Regions from separate parts of the Mus musculus genome. Here region 1 is linked to region 2. Evidence: chromatin contacts called from public promoter capture Hi-C data. All regions are on one chromosome and are shown on one strand. The core of a region is the stretch at or near the end of the contact, and the rest is flanking DNA. Distances in the headings are between cores, read along the strand shown. Region 1 holds the start of F8 (coagulation factor VIII). Region 2 holds the start of Bcap31 (B cell receptor associated protein 31).

The links. Promoter capture Hi-C pulls out the DNA fragments that hold promoters and counts their contacts.
Region 1: a promoter capture Hi-C map of erythroid cells shows a contact between it and region 2, with 28 times the contacts expected there. The contact joins the promoter of F8 here to the promoter of Bcap31 in region 2. A contact is called at or near these places in 2 of 39 promoter capture datasets (cranial neural crest and erythroid cells) and 1 of 9 other capture datasets (adipose tissue).

The regions. Positions count from the first base shown.
Region 1 is chrX:75,377,474-75,383,165 of GRCm38.p6, forward strand. It overlaps F8 (coagulation factor VIII), which reads right to left and starts at 2,568. Exons shown (of 26, transcript NM_007977.2): 1 at 2,014-2,568. The coding sequence starts at 2,159. Fundc2 (FUN14 domain containing 2) reads left to right here and starts at 4,926. Exons shown (of 5, transcript NM_026126.4): 1 at 4,926-4,978. The coding sequence starts at 4,960.
Region 2 is chrX:73,714,618-73,720,636 of GRCm38.p6, forward strand. Bcap31 (B cell receptor associated protein 31) reads right to left here and starts at 1,587. Exons shown (of 8, transcript NM_012060.5): 1 at 1,501-1,587; 2 at 176-311. The coding sequence starts at 267. It overlaps Abcd1 (ATP-binding cassette, sub-family D (ALD), member 1), which reads left to right and starts at 1,980. Exons shown (of 10, transcript NM_007435.2): 1 at 1,980-3,313. The coding sequence starts at 2,414.

The DNA.
Region 1 (5,692 bases), core at 1,318-3,817, 1.7 Mb after region 2:
TTTGAGAGGAAATATTTGGGGGTGCATGAGAAAGTCGGAAGGGCAAATAGGGGGTAAAAATGATGCAAATAAAATTTACTCATGTATAAAATCCTCAAATTAAAAAACAACTCAGAAATGTTAAATTTTGTGGTGCATACCTGTTATTTCAGAACTCAAGAGGTAGAGACATGAGGATCAGAAGTTCAAAGTCATCTTTATCATCTACATAATAAGTTGGAAGCCAATATGGGCTACATGCAATCCTGTCTCAAATAAAATAAAACCTCCAAATTCATTCTTTTAAAGAACTACCACAAACAAAACAGGGAAATTTTTGGCAAGCTTATTCACAAATAACTAGCAAAGACACAGGAATTTAAGGGCGTGTAACTACAGACAATTTAAAGATTCATGAAAAAGTAAAACACTGTAGCAAAGCAATTGTTAAAACTAAAAGAGCTTTCCACTGGAAATGTTATCAACACTATCCTAAATCTCACTGGGGACAAATGGAATCATAAGTAAGTCTTGCCTAATTTTTAAATAACAGAGAATTCTATAGAAAAGGATGGAATACTCACCAATTTATATGATAAATTAAACCAAACTTTAATACCAAAACTCACTAATGATGATTAAAAATAAAGCTAGAGAGGTGAATGTGGTGGTGCAATTATGATAGGCTATTTACACAGATGGAAGTCAAGCTAAATAGATCACTCTCTAGATACCATTCAAAATAAATGTCAAGATAAATTAGAGTCAAAAATACTAAATTCTTACAACAAAATCTAGAAGGACATACATATAACCTTGAGGTGTGAAAGACATTTTAACCAACACTGTCAAAACTAAGGATGTGAAAAATTAATATTTGACTATAAAAATTAAGTGTTTTCATAAGTAAGTTATAAAGTAAGGCAAGAGATAGATAATCTTAGGAGAAATTATAATATAAATAAAGGATAATGAATACATGTAATAAGTGTTTTTGCAGCTAAAAAAAATGGAAGACCCCAAAGAAATATGGGTGAAACATAAAAAAAGTAAAGTCTGAAAAATTAACTCTGATAGCCAACACGCATTTTAAAAGATGATGAATCTCATTACAAATAAAATATTACAATTAAAGATACAATATTCTATGCTTATAAGACTGGAAAAAATTAAGCAATAATGTTAGACTTATTCCTGATGCAAATGCAGAGGTAAGTATAATCCCATGCTCTGAAGATCAAAATGCATGAAGAGTCTTGAACGTTCTAAAAATTTAAACTAAAACAGCTGATTGTGGTGGCTCATACCTTTAATCCCAAACTTAGGAAGCAGAGGCAAGTGGATATTTTGGAGTTCTGGGCCATTCTGGTCTTCATAGTGAGTCCCAGGCCAGCCAGAGATATAAAGACAAAACAAAAGAAAAAACTAAAACAGAACTATGTCCTTTGTTCCAGCAAGATACCACCAGATAATCTATTCACTAAAATAACAGTAATGTGTCTGGGATTTTATCTCAATGATAAAGCATTCATAAATAAAACAGGAGACCCGAAGTACCACAAAATGAGTGAATTGGTGAGTTAATGAACACAGTACATAACAATATATGATAAAGACCCTCTCCATTCCAAATGGTAATGAGATGAATGTGTTTATTTTTTTTGTGTAGATGTGTACTTTTGTGTAGAAATAATGTGTGTAACAACAACATTGTAAAAGTTAAAAATTACTGACTGGACCCCTTAGTCTACGCAGTCTAATTGCTTAGAATGTCTTTTCCCTACCACCCTCTCACACACATACACACAAACAAACACACACAGAGTTTTGATTAGTAATTATTAATTTTATAAAAATGGAATATTATACATAATTTATATGCTTTTACACTAAGAAACACCTAGTAGACTTTTCTCCATGTCAGTAGAAACAACCTTAATTCATCATTTGTAATATATGTATGAGTTGGGTCATACAAATAAACACAGTCAAAATCACATCTTCACAATGTTGCACTTGACAGAGGATTTTTACCTTGAGTCTGTATGCAGCACACTGAGCAGATCACTCTGAATATAGTTCCAGGACAATTCCACTGCACCAAGGTAGTATCTTCTGATGGCACTAGAGCAGAAATTGAAAAGGCTCAGAAAGAAGCAAGCGAAGAGTGCTATTTGCATGGCTTTTATTACTAGAAAATGTTCAACTAAAGAAATGAAAATTTAACTCTTCTCTAAAATAACTTTAGCTTTTAAGAACAAAAAGAAAATGTAATGATTTAGTAAAAAGTCCTAAATATTTTGCAGAGCATTTTCTGGAAGTTTATCTACTGTGAGTGAAAGTAGCATTAGCACAAAACAGATCTGAAAGGATTACTTCCTTTTGGGTAGTAGGAAGCAGGCACAGGAAAACTGGAATAGGAAGAGTGGCTGAGCTAAGGCTTAACCCATTTCCTGCTGGGTGCATCCTAACAAGTTTGAATCCTTAAGAAAAGGAACAGAATACTGAGGAGGGGCGTTCAGGTGTATTTAAATTCCTAGCCTATTCTAAAAGACTGTTCCTTGGTACCTGTAGCAAAGAAACTCTAGATAGTGAAGATTCTGGAGTCTGCATGGAATGTAAAAGCTTCCACTTTGGGATTCACCAGATTCCAGCCTACTTTCTCCGCAGAAACTTTCCAGCTGCCCACATGGCCTAGAGATCCAGATAGGATACCTGTACCATATGTTTTATTTGCTGTTGCTTTTTTATTAATGATTACTATGGGAGGCCCCAGGTAGTCATAGGCAGAGCTACTCTTGGACAGGTGTTCTTGAATTGTATAAGAAAATAGGCGGATCAAGACATAATGATCAGTCAGTAAGCAATGTTCCTCCATGATCTCTGATTCAGTTCTGGCACCCAGGTTCCTGCCCTTTTGAGATTCTGTCCTCATTTCCATCAGTGAAATTGATTAGTGAATTGTTTATTACATGGAAGTATAAGTTGAAATAAACCCTGTTGCTTTTGGTCATGGTGTTTTATTACAGCCAGAGAAACTTTAACTAAGACACCCTCCCTCCTCAAAAAGCTGGAAACAAACTTATCATATGACCCAGCTATATCACTCTTGGGCATACATCTAAAAGGATTGTACATTCCACTATAGAGATACTTGTATATCCATATTCATTGCCATTCAATTCATAATTGAATGAAAAAGGAAAGAGCCAACATCCACCAACTGAAGAATGGATAATGAAAATGTGGTACATTCACACAATGGAATATTTATTACTCAGCTGTAAAGAAAAATGAAATTAAATTTGCAGGTAAATGGATAGAGCTGGAAATAATCATTCTCCATAAGGTAACCTAGACCCAGAAAAACAAATGCCTCAGATTCTCTCTCACATGTGAATGCTAACTCTGAATCTTTAGATATCTGTCTTAAATTGGAGTATCCATAGAGATCAGGAAACTAGCAAGGGGCCAACAAGGGAAGGCAGATTTCAAGGGAAATGGGATATACTGCAGTTGATATGAAAAGGGAACAGGAGAAGTTGAAGGGTTACGTGGGGTAAGGATAGGAGGGCAGGAGAGAGAAGTGAGTATGGGTAGTGATTATTAACACTAAAGATACTTGAAAAAAATATGAAAACCTACTACTGTAGAAGCTTTTTAAATAAAATATACATGTATACATATATAAGAATTTAAATGGAGTTACCCCTACATCAGGATGACAATGTCCCTACTAAACACTGCAGGGTAACAAATATAAAGCCCAGTGCCAGGAATGGGTCACCTCTTTTGGAGTTTGTTGGCTCCATAAACCCCCAAACATTATAAGGTACTGCCAATTTTTTGGCAATCTACAGAACTTCATGGTTAAGATCGTATTGCTGATGACACAACATAGTTGAGTCATAAAACATGGGGAAATCAAGCTGGCACTGACAAGATTTCACAGTGCTGGAAGGTTACATGTGTGCTATTTGGGGTGACAAGTTATTGACAGTCTTACAAAGCATCTAAGAACCCTGTGAGGTACTATATAATGACTGATATGTCAAAATAGCCTCATTGCTATGGTAGTGGCATAAATATAGTAGGAGTAACTAATCACTTCATGTTTGTATTTAAGGCCCACTCCACAGGATAGAACCGATACCTGTTAGAAAGCCAAAACCCCATGGCTGCCTAAGTCATAGGGAAGAACTGCTTTCCTAAATGGACACAAAAATAAACTGTCTCCTCCCAATTTTTTTTACTATTATACCGATAAAATAGGGGATCTTTCACTCCTCATCTAAGAATCTTCTTTTTTCTAATAGACTCACAACTAGTATATGTACAGAGGATAAGAGGCAATAAAGTGCTCAATTCTAATTGAGATATTTGTATCACTCCCCTCTCCAGTCCCAAGGGATCGGAAGTCCTGTTTGGCCTCAGGTACTGCGTACACGTGCTGTACTCAAACACATGCAAATACTCATATACACAAAGTTAAAAAAAAAACTTTAAAGCGGAAGAAGCAGCAGTCATAATACAAGTGTACATTATTAAGTGGTTGGAATGCTTTTAAAAAGTGTAAGATGTGTTTTCCTGAACTTAAACAGCCTTGAAATTAATGTCAGAATTAACATAAGTTCATTGTTTACATAAATATGCAAAATCTAAAATAAATTAAAAAAAATAAAGGTGAGATAAACTCTGTCACCACCAAGGCAGAGAAGCTTTCTGCACACGTAGCAAGCATTCATTCCTCTGCGCAAGTGTGGGGCTGCAGCTGAGGTGGTTGTAGCAGCTGCTCCAGGACAGGAAAGATGTCTAATGGGACCAGGCCCCGCTGTCTCCGACTGCCAAGGGACTGGAAATATCTGCCCCCCCACCCCCTGCCGGAAGCCAGCTGCGGATGACTAACGCCTGTTCCTGGTCTCGTGGTCTGAAGCTGTGTCATCGCGATACTAGGGTCCCCCCCCCCCCCGCGCCCCCGAAATGGCCGCTAACAGTCAAGGTAAAGGCGGGAGCACGCGCGCAAGGGCCAGGGGTGGAATCACCTTTGTCGCTTAGAGTGAAGTACTGCTGGTTGCATGCTGAGTCGCTTGCTGGGTTCCTCCCTCCCCAGGGAGCTTCAATAGCACCTGGATAGGGCAGCGCGGAGACTTTTCTGGCGGGTGTTCTGGGATCTGGCCAAGGTCATACTTAAGCTGGCTTTTGAGTTACCCAGGGATGTTATCTCTGCCTAGCTCTTCTAGCCTTTCAGTGCCGCCCCTACCGAGGTGTCCCTAGGGAGATCCAGTTACTGTTCTCAGAAGCGATCTGGCTCCCTGACAGGAGTGTTTTTGTCTCTTACTGCCTCTCAAACACCTACAGTCCTCATTTTCATTGGTACTTTCCTAATTGATTGTTTTGAAAACAGTAGGAGATATAGTCGGCCCACTCAAAATAAAATCCCAGTGGAGCACTTTTTTTCTTTCTTTTTGTCCGTTTTCTTTTCTTTTCTTTAGTTACGTTAAGTCAGTCAATTCATTAAGCTCACAGTCATTACACTTGATGCAATTGCTGAGCAGAATACCTAGAAATTTCTGAGAAATCTTGTCTTACATAATTGTAGTGCTTACAATAATTATCGTTGTTTTCCTGGGCCTATAGACAAGGCTTGTAAATGTTGTTTACCAGTGTTTAATGAGCGGACTCTAATTGTTATCCATCCCATCTCACCCACCAT
Region 2 (6,019 bases), core at 337-2,836:
ATTGGTGATAAGAAAAAAAAAATCATACTCCTGACACCCTTACTCAAGACAGGTTTTACTTGTTTCCATATAGCCTCAATTTCAGGGTCCACCAATTTTGCACACAGAAACTACAAGGTTCAGGGTTTGATAGCACCCTCATCATATGCTTGCTTTGTTGTTCCACTAGCCATACCTTTTTGGAGAAATGAAGGGAATGCAGAGAAGCAACACAGCAAAGACCTCTGCGTAGAGGAAGGTGGCAACTGTAGTCCACTGCAAACTCATCCTGTGACTTAAAGGGTTCCAACAGAGGGATGGGAGCTTGTTTCCTGGCAGGATACAGAAGAAACAGGAGGAACCATGAGAGCTGGAAAGTCACTGACAGGGACTGCTCAGGGACCCTGGAGAGGCTGGGGCTGCTATTCTTCACAACAGACCACAGGATTCTGCTTCAGAGCTTTTGAAACCCTGGTTGAAACAGGGTTTAACCCAACAGCAGACACTTGACCAATGATTCTAGCCAGCCAACAAACTTCCCTTGCCTGGGACAGTTACTTGTGCCCCTCCAGCAAGTATGTTACTATGACTAGGTACTTTTGTTCATGATTCCTTTCCCCGGGGCCGTCCAAGAGACTCTTAAGCCTGTTTAACTAAGAAAATGTTTCTCATAAGAATAGGAGAACCTTCTCAGCACCCATCAGGCTCCCTTGTAAGGCTAGACCTGTTTAAGAAAATGTTTCTCAAAAGAACAGTACGTAAACAGAAGGACCTCAGCACCCATTAGGCTTCCTTCCAAGAGTAGAAGCCTCTGCTGCCAGGAGCTATACATGTCTTCCAGTCGCTTCTACAGTGGGACTGGGACTGCAGTGTTCATACATGTATTTTCTGCAAACGCCACCACCTAAGCCTCTGCACAAGAAAGCAGGCCCATTTCCTCCAGAGCTTATGAGGGGCTGATAACCCTAGTAGCCTCCAGCCTCCTTCTAAAGCTGCTTTTGAAAACTAGATAGGCCTTCCGAATGCTCGCACGAATGCACAGGGTGTAGGCCTCCATTTACTCTCAAAAGGCCCACAAGAGCGACTCCTAGAGGGCGGGAATCCAGGCCAAAAGCAAATACAGGTCTCCACAGAGCACGTCCAGGCCTTACCCAGAGAAAGTTCCAGAACCAGAAAGTCTCTCCCGAAGCCAAAAAAGGGACCTCCCTGCATCCCTAGCAAGCCACAACGCCCAAGTCCACAGCGCCAGGTGGCTTTCGAGGAGCTGGGCCTACCTGGGCAGCTCTTCTGGGGGGGGGTGGGGAGGACTGGCCCCTGTCCTCGCGTCCCCTAGAGTCCCGCTCCACCTACCTCCACAACATCCCTATGCCTGATCCTGCCCTAAACTCCGAAGTCGGCCCGGATCCCTACACTTCCCAGAACCCACAGTATTTCTGGGATGCTCGCCTTCCTCCCTCATGAAGGGACTGGGGGGGAACCTCGTTGGTCCGAAAGTCAGCCATGCATGCGGACCCAGCTTACCGAGCTTCAGCCTACTCGCACGCCCCACCGCAACTACCAAACTCTCACCAATGCTCAGGCCCGCCCCCTAGCCCGCGGGCGGAAACCGGAAACGCGCGTCAGGCCCCGCCTACAAGTCCTCTAGAGGCCCCTAACGGCTCCGCCCATTGTCGTTTCCCGCCCCGCCCTTAGGCGCGGCCTGTTGCCAAGGTCTAGAAAGGAAGTAGAGGCTGACGGTTGAAGGCCCCCTGCCGCGCCTCTGACACTTCGGACACGCAGGGGTGGAGCTTGGAGGCGCCTTGGCGGGAGGGCTGGGGCCGCTTCTGTAGTGTACGCGGACTTGCTTCGTTTCTGTTGTCGGAGAGGGGGAGGGGTCCAACGGTAGGGCGAGAACGGGGTGGGGCACCCCTAACTCGGACTCCGCCTCTTGCCTCAACTCCGCCTCCTCTTCCCCATCACCACCCCTGGGGAGGGGTAGGTGGGTGGGGATTCTGGGCCTTGGCGTAGACGCTGTCGTTACTGCCGGGCTGCTCAGCGGACAAACACGCCTGGTGCCCCGGGGAGGGGCGTCACGGGGGGTGGGGGGGGAGGAGCAGTAAGAGGAGGGAGGTGGAAGGAAAGACACAGCCTCTCTCCTTAAGACCTCTCGAGGCTCTGACCTCAGGGGCTAAGGGGACAGTCTGTAGAGGGAAGCCAGTTCCTCCACCCGGGCTGCCTGAAGAGGCCACGACCCTGGAGGATTCTAACCCAACCGATCCAGGGGCCCCAGCACCACCGCGAGGGCCTAAAGCAACAGTCTCAGGGATCACTTCAAGGTTTCCAGTTGCCTAGACAACGAGCCCTGGGTCAGAGCAACAACCCTTCCAGGATCTGTCTGCAACTGTAGCCTCAGGCAGCAGTTCCAGCCCTCAGCCTGCTCACCAGTCCAGGTGACATGCCGGTGCTCTCCACTCCCCGGCCCTCACGGGTGACCACGCTGAAGCGCACAGCTGTGGTCCTGGCCCTCACAGCCTATGGAGTCCACAAAATCTACCCTCTAGTACGGCAGTGTCTGACTCCTGCCAGAGGTCCTCAGGTGCCAGCTGGGGAGCCCACTCAAGAGGCCTCTGGAGCCACCGCAACCAAGGCTGGCATGAACCGGGTATTCCTGCAGCGGCTCTTGGCGCTCCTGAGGCTGCTGTTCCCCCGAGTCTTGTGCCGGGAAACAGGGCTGCTGGCCCTGCATTCTGCTGCCCTGGTAAGCCGAACTTTCCTGTCTGTGTATGTTGCCCGCCTGGACGGCAGACTGGCCCGCTGCATTGTACGTAAGGACCCGCGGGCCTTTAGCTGGCAACTGCTGCAGTGGCTCCTCATCGCCCTTCCTGCCACTTTCATCAACAGTGCCATCCGCTACCTAGAGGGCCAGCTGGCTCTTTCTTTCCGAAGCCGTCTAGTAGCTCATGCCTATGGACTCTACTTCTCCCAACAGACTTACTACCGAGTAAGCAACATGGATGGACGACTTCGAAACCCTGATCAGTCTCTGACAGAGGATGTGGTAGCCTTTGCTGCCTCTGTAGCCCACCTTTATTCCAACCTGACCAAGCCACTCCTGGATGTGGCTGTGACCTCCTACACTCTCCTTCGAGCTGCCCGATCCCGAGGAGCTGGCACAGCCTGGCCCTCAGCCATCGCTGGCCTGGTGGTGTTCCTCACAGCCAACGTGCTTCGAGCCTTCTCTCCCAAGTTTGGGGAGCTAGTGGCAGAGGAGGCACGGCGAAAGGGGGAACTGCGCTACATGCACTCTCGAGTGGTGGCCAACTCAGAGGAAATTGCCTTCTACGGGGGCCATGAGGTGGGGCAGGTTGAGATGCTGCTTAAATAGCAGAGGAGGTGGCTGGGAGACCTATTGCAGTCAGCTATAAGCAGTAAGGGAAGCCCAACAAGGCCTTCTCAGGCTGATGTTAAAGTTGTAGATAGACACTGGGACAAGCTTGGGGGTAGGCTTTGGATGGCTATAACCTTAAGATGCAGAAATGGAGAAATGGCACCATTGGGTGGGAACTTCCCTGTGCTGGCTGCCTGCAACCTCCAAGCCACTTCTGCTTCCTTGGTAAAATTGTCTTGGACATTTTGGATTCTAGCTTTGGATTCTAGTGATTTGTGATGCTACTGGTCCAGCTTACTCCAATCTTGCAGTCAACCACTCCTGCAGCCACCTGGGAGGAATTAGACTCCTACCATCTCTGGGAGCATAGGACAGAGCCTGCTTCCTAACCTCTCTTGCCTCTCTGAGCCCTTTGAAGGCTGGCGTCCAGCAGAGTTGGCTGGCTGGGCTGTCCAGTATTATGGGCATGACTCAGCCCAAGCAGAGGTTAACAAGCAGAGCTCAGCACAGTGGCTACAGCAGTAGTGTTGCTGCTCAGGGTCAAGGCTGTCAGAACCCCAGGCACGTCGGGTTAGTTACTGACAGGCTTGGCAAGCAACCTGCCTAGTTGCCTCCCTCCCTCCCAGGGATAGGGATACCTGGCCTCTGCCATAGAAGCCTGACAACCTTTCTCACCCCCACCCCTGATGTCCTACCCCCAGTGTAGCCACCCTTCCACCCAGATCCCAGCTACTTTATGAGGTGGGCTAGGGCCAGGGATGCCTGGCAGACACTGAGAAAGGCTACTTTAAACCAGTGTAAACTTTATTCTCTGACAGCCCCTCCCCTTCTTTGTGCCTCTTGTGGTTGCAGCTGCCTCAGGCCTTGTTCAGGCTTCTGGTTTCGGTTCCCTAGTGCTTGGGGCGGGGGAGGGATACAAAAGCACCATTTCATGAAGGCCTGTGTGTTTCCTGGGTCAGGTAGCCACTTGCCCCAGGACCTTGTCCCATTGGCTGCATTTCATATGTACAATCAGTTTTGTCCTCGACTTTTAGAAAGGATTTGTCTTTACACTCTGCAAAGAGGTTCTCTGGTCACAGTCAGGTTTCAGATTAGGAGAAAAAGTGCATCACCCTTACTATAACCCCAGTTCCATTCTCTTCTCCTGAATGCTGGGCTGCAGGGCTTTGGCAAGCTGCCAGGGCCTTGGGTGAGGCACTTGGCACAGTACTTGTAGCTGTATCATCAACCTTAGCTGGCACTACTATCAGCTTGAGGCACGAGCCTAGATTACCAGCGTGCAGCAAAGGTGGTGCACTCACTTCAGGAATGAGAGGCTGGATTTTTGGAAACTGGGCTGTATGAGCAGTTCTAGGCAGAGGGCACAAAAGAGAGAACACTGGTATTTAAAGAGACTTCCTTTGGGCTAGTTTCAGGAAATAGCAAATTAAACAATAGAGTTCACTTGCTGGGACTCAGAGACCTTGTGTAAACCCTTGGCCTGCTTGTCTAAGCCCCTTATGTAAAGCTGTATGGTATGATGGGCCACCATGGGTGGATTGACTGCCCTTGTTGTATAGGCACATGTCCCACTCTAGTCCTACTGGTTGCTGTACTGTGGACATGGGCCTGGATTCAAGTCAAGAGTTTATGAAAAGGGGACTAACTGGCTGACTGGCAGGCGAACAGCAGGGTATAATTTCCTTACTAGAATTTCAGACAGTGCATATGCATGTGTACATACATGTATACAAGCCTCTTGCTTAAAAGAACAAAGTAAATCTTAAGTCATCTTCATTTGTAAGAATCTGGTTATTAGGCTGAGGCAGGAGGTTCATTGTGAGTTCAAGGCCAGCTTGGGCTACATAGTGAGTTTCTGGGATACAGAGCAAGGCTGTCTCAAAACATAAAAGCTAAGCATGGTAGCACCTTTAATCACATCACTTAAGAAGCAGAGACAGGAAAATCACCACAAATTTGGGGTTGGCCCTGGTTTACATAAAGAATTCCAGAGCAGCCAGGGCTATATAATGAGACCCTCTCTCTCAAAAACAAAAACAAAACACAAAAACAAACAAAAAACCAACCAGAAGTCTGGTTCTTTAGAGCTGGAATATAGCTCAGTGGTAGAGTACTCACCTAGTACACTCAAGGCCTAGAATGCCCAAGACTCTAGGTTCTATCCATAATACCTCAAAAGTAAATAAAAATCTGGTTCGCTTAACAGCCCAGTCCATGCAGTTCACATTTCTACACTCCTTGCTACTTCTAGGCAACATGAGCTTGGGCAGGTCACTTTGTCTCTCTGCTTATGTGTCCTAGAATAGACATGAGAATATGCACAATAAGGTGTATGGCAGTAAATTGGGAGAAAGAAGACAAACAGTGGCATAGAGGTGGGGAGCAGAACAATCCAAAATACAGTCACCTTGCCATGACTACTTGTGGCTACTCCTCTGAGGCCTGTCTGACTGCGGTTCCTATCAGGATTGAGAGCGTATTCACCTGGTTTGGGTGGGGAATCCAGTGTAAGTTTCTCACAGAAAAGAGCCTGGGAAAGAAACAGGGCATGGAGATTGTTGACTGAGTTTTACAAAACCAAGAACTTTATCATTTGCTCCGTGCTATTCTTAGAGCTATTGATCATGATGTCTGGGGCAGGGAGGCACTAGGAAGGAGCCAAAAGAAATGGGG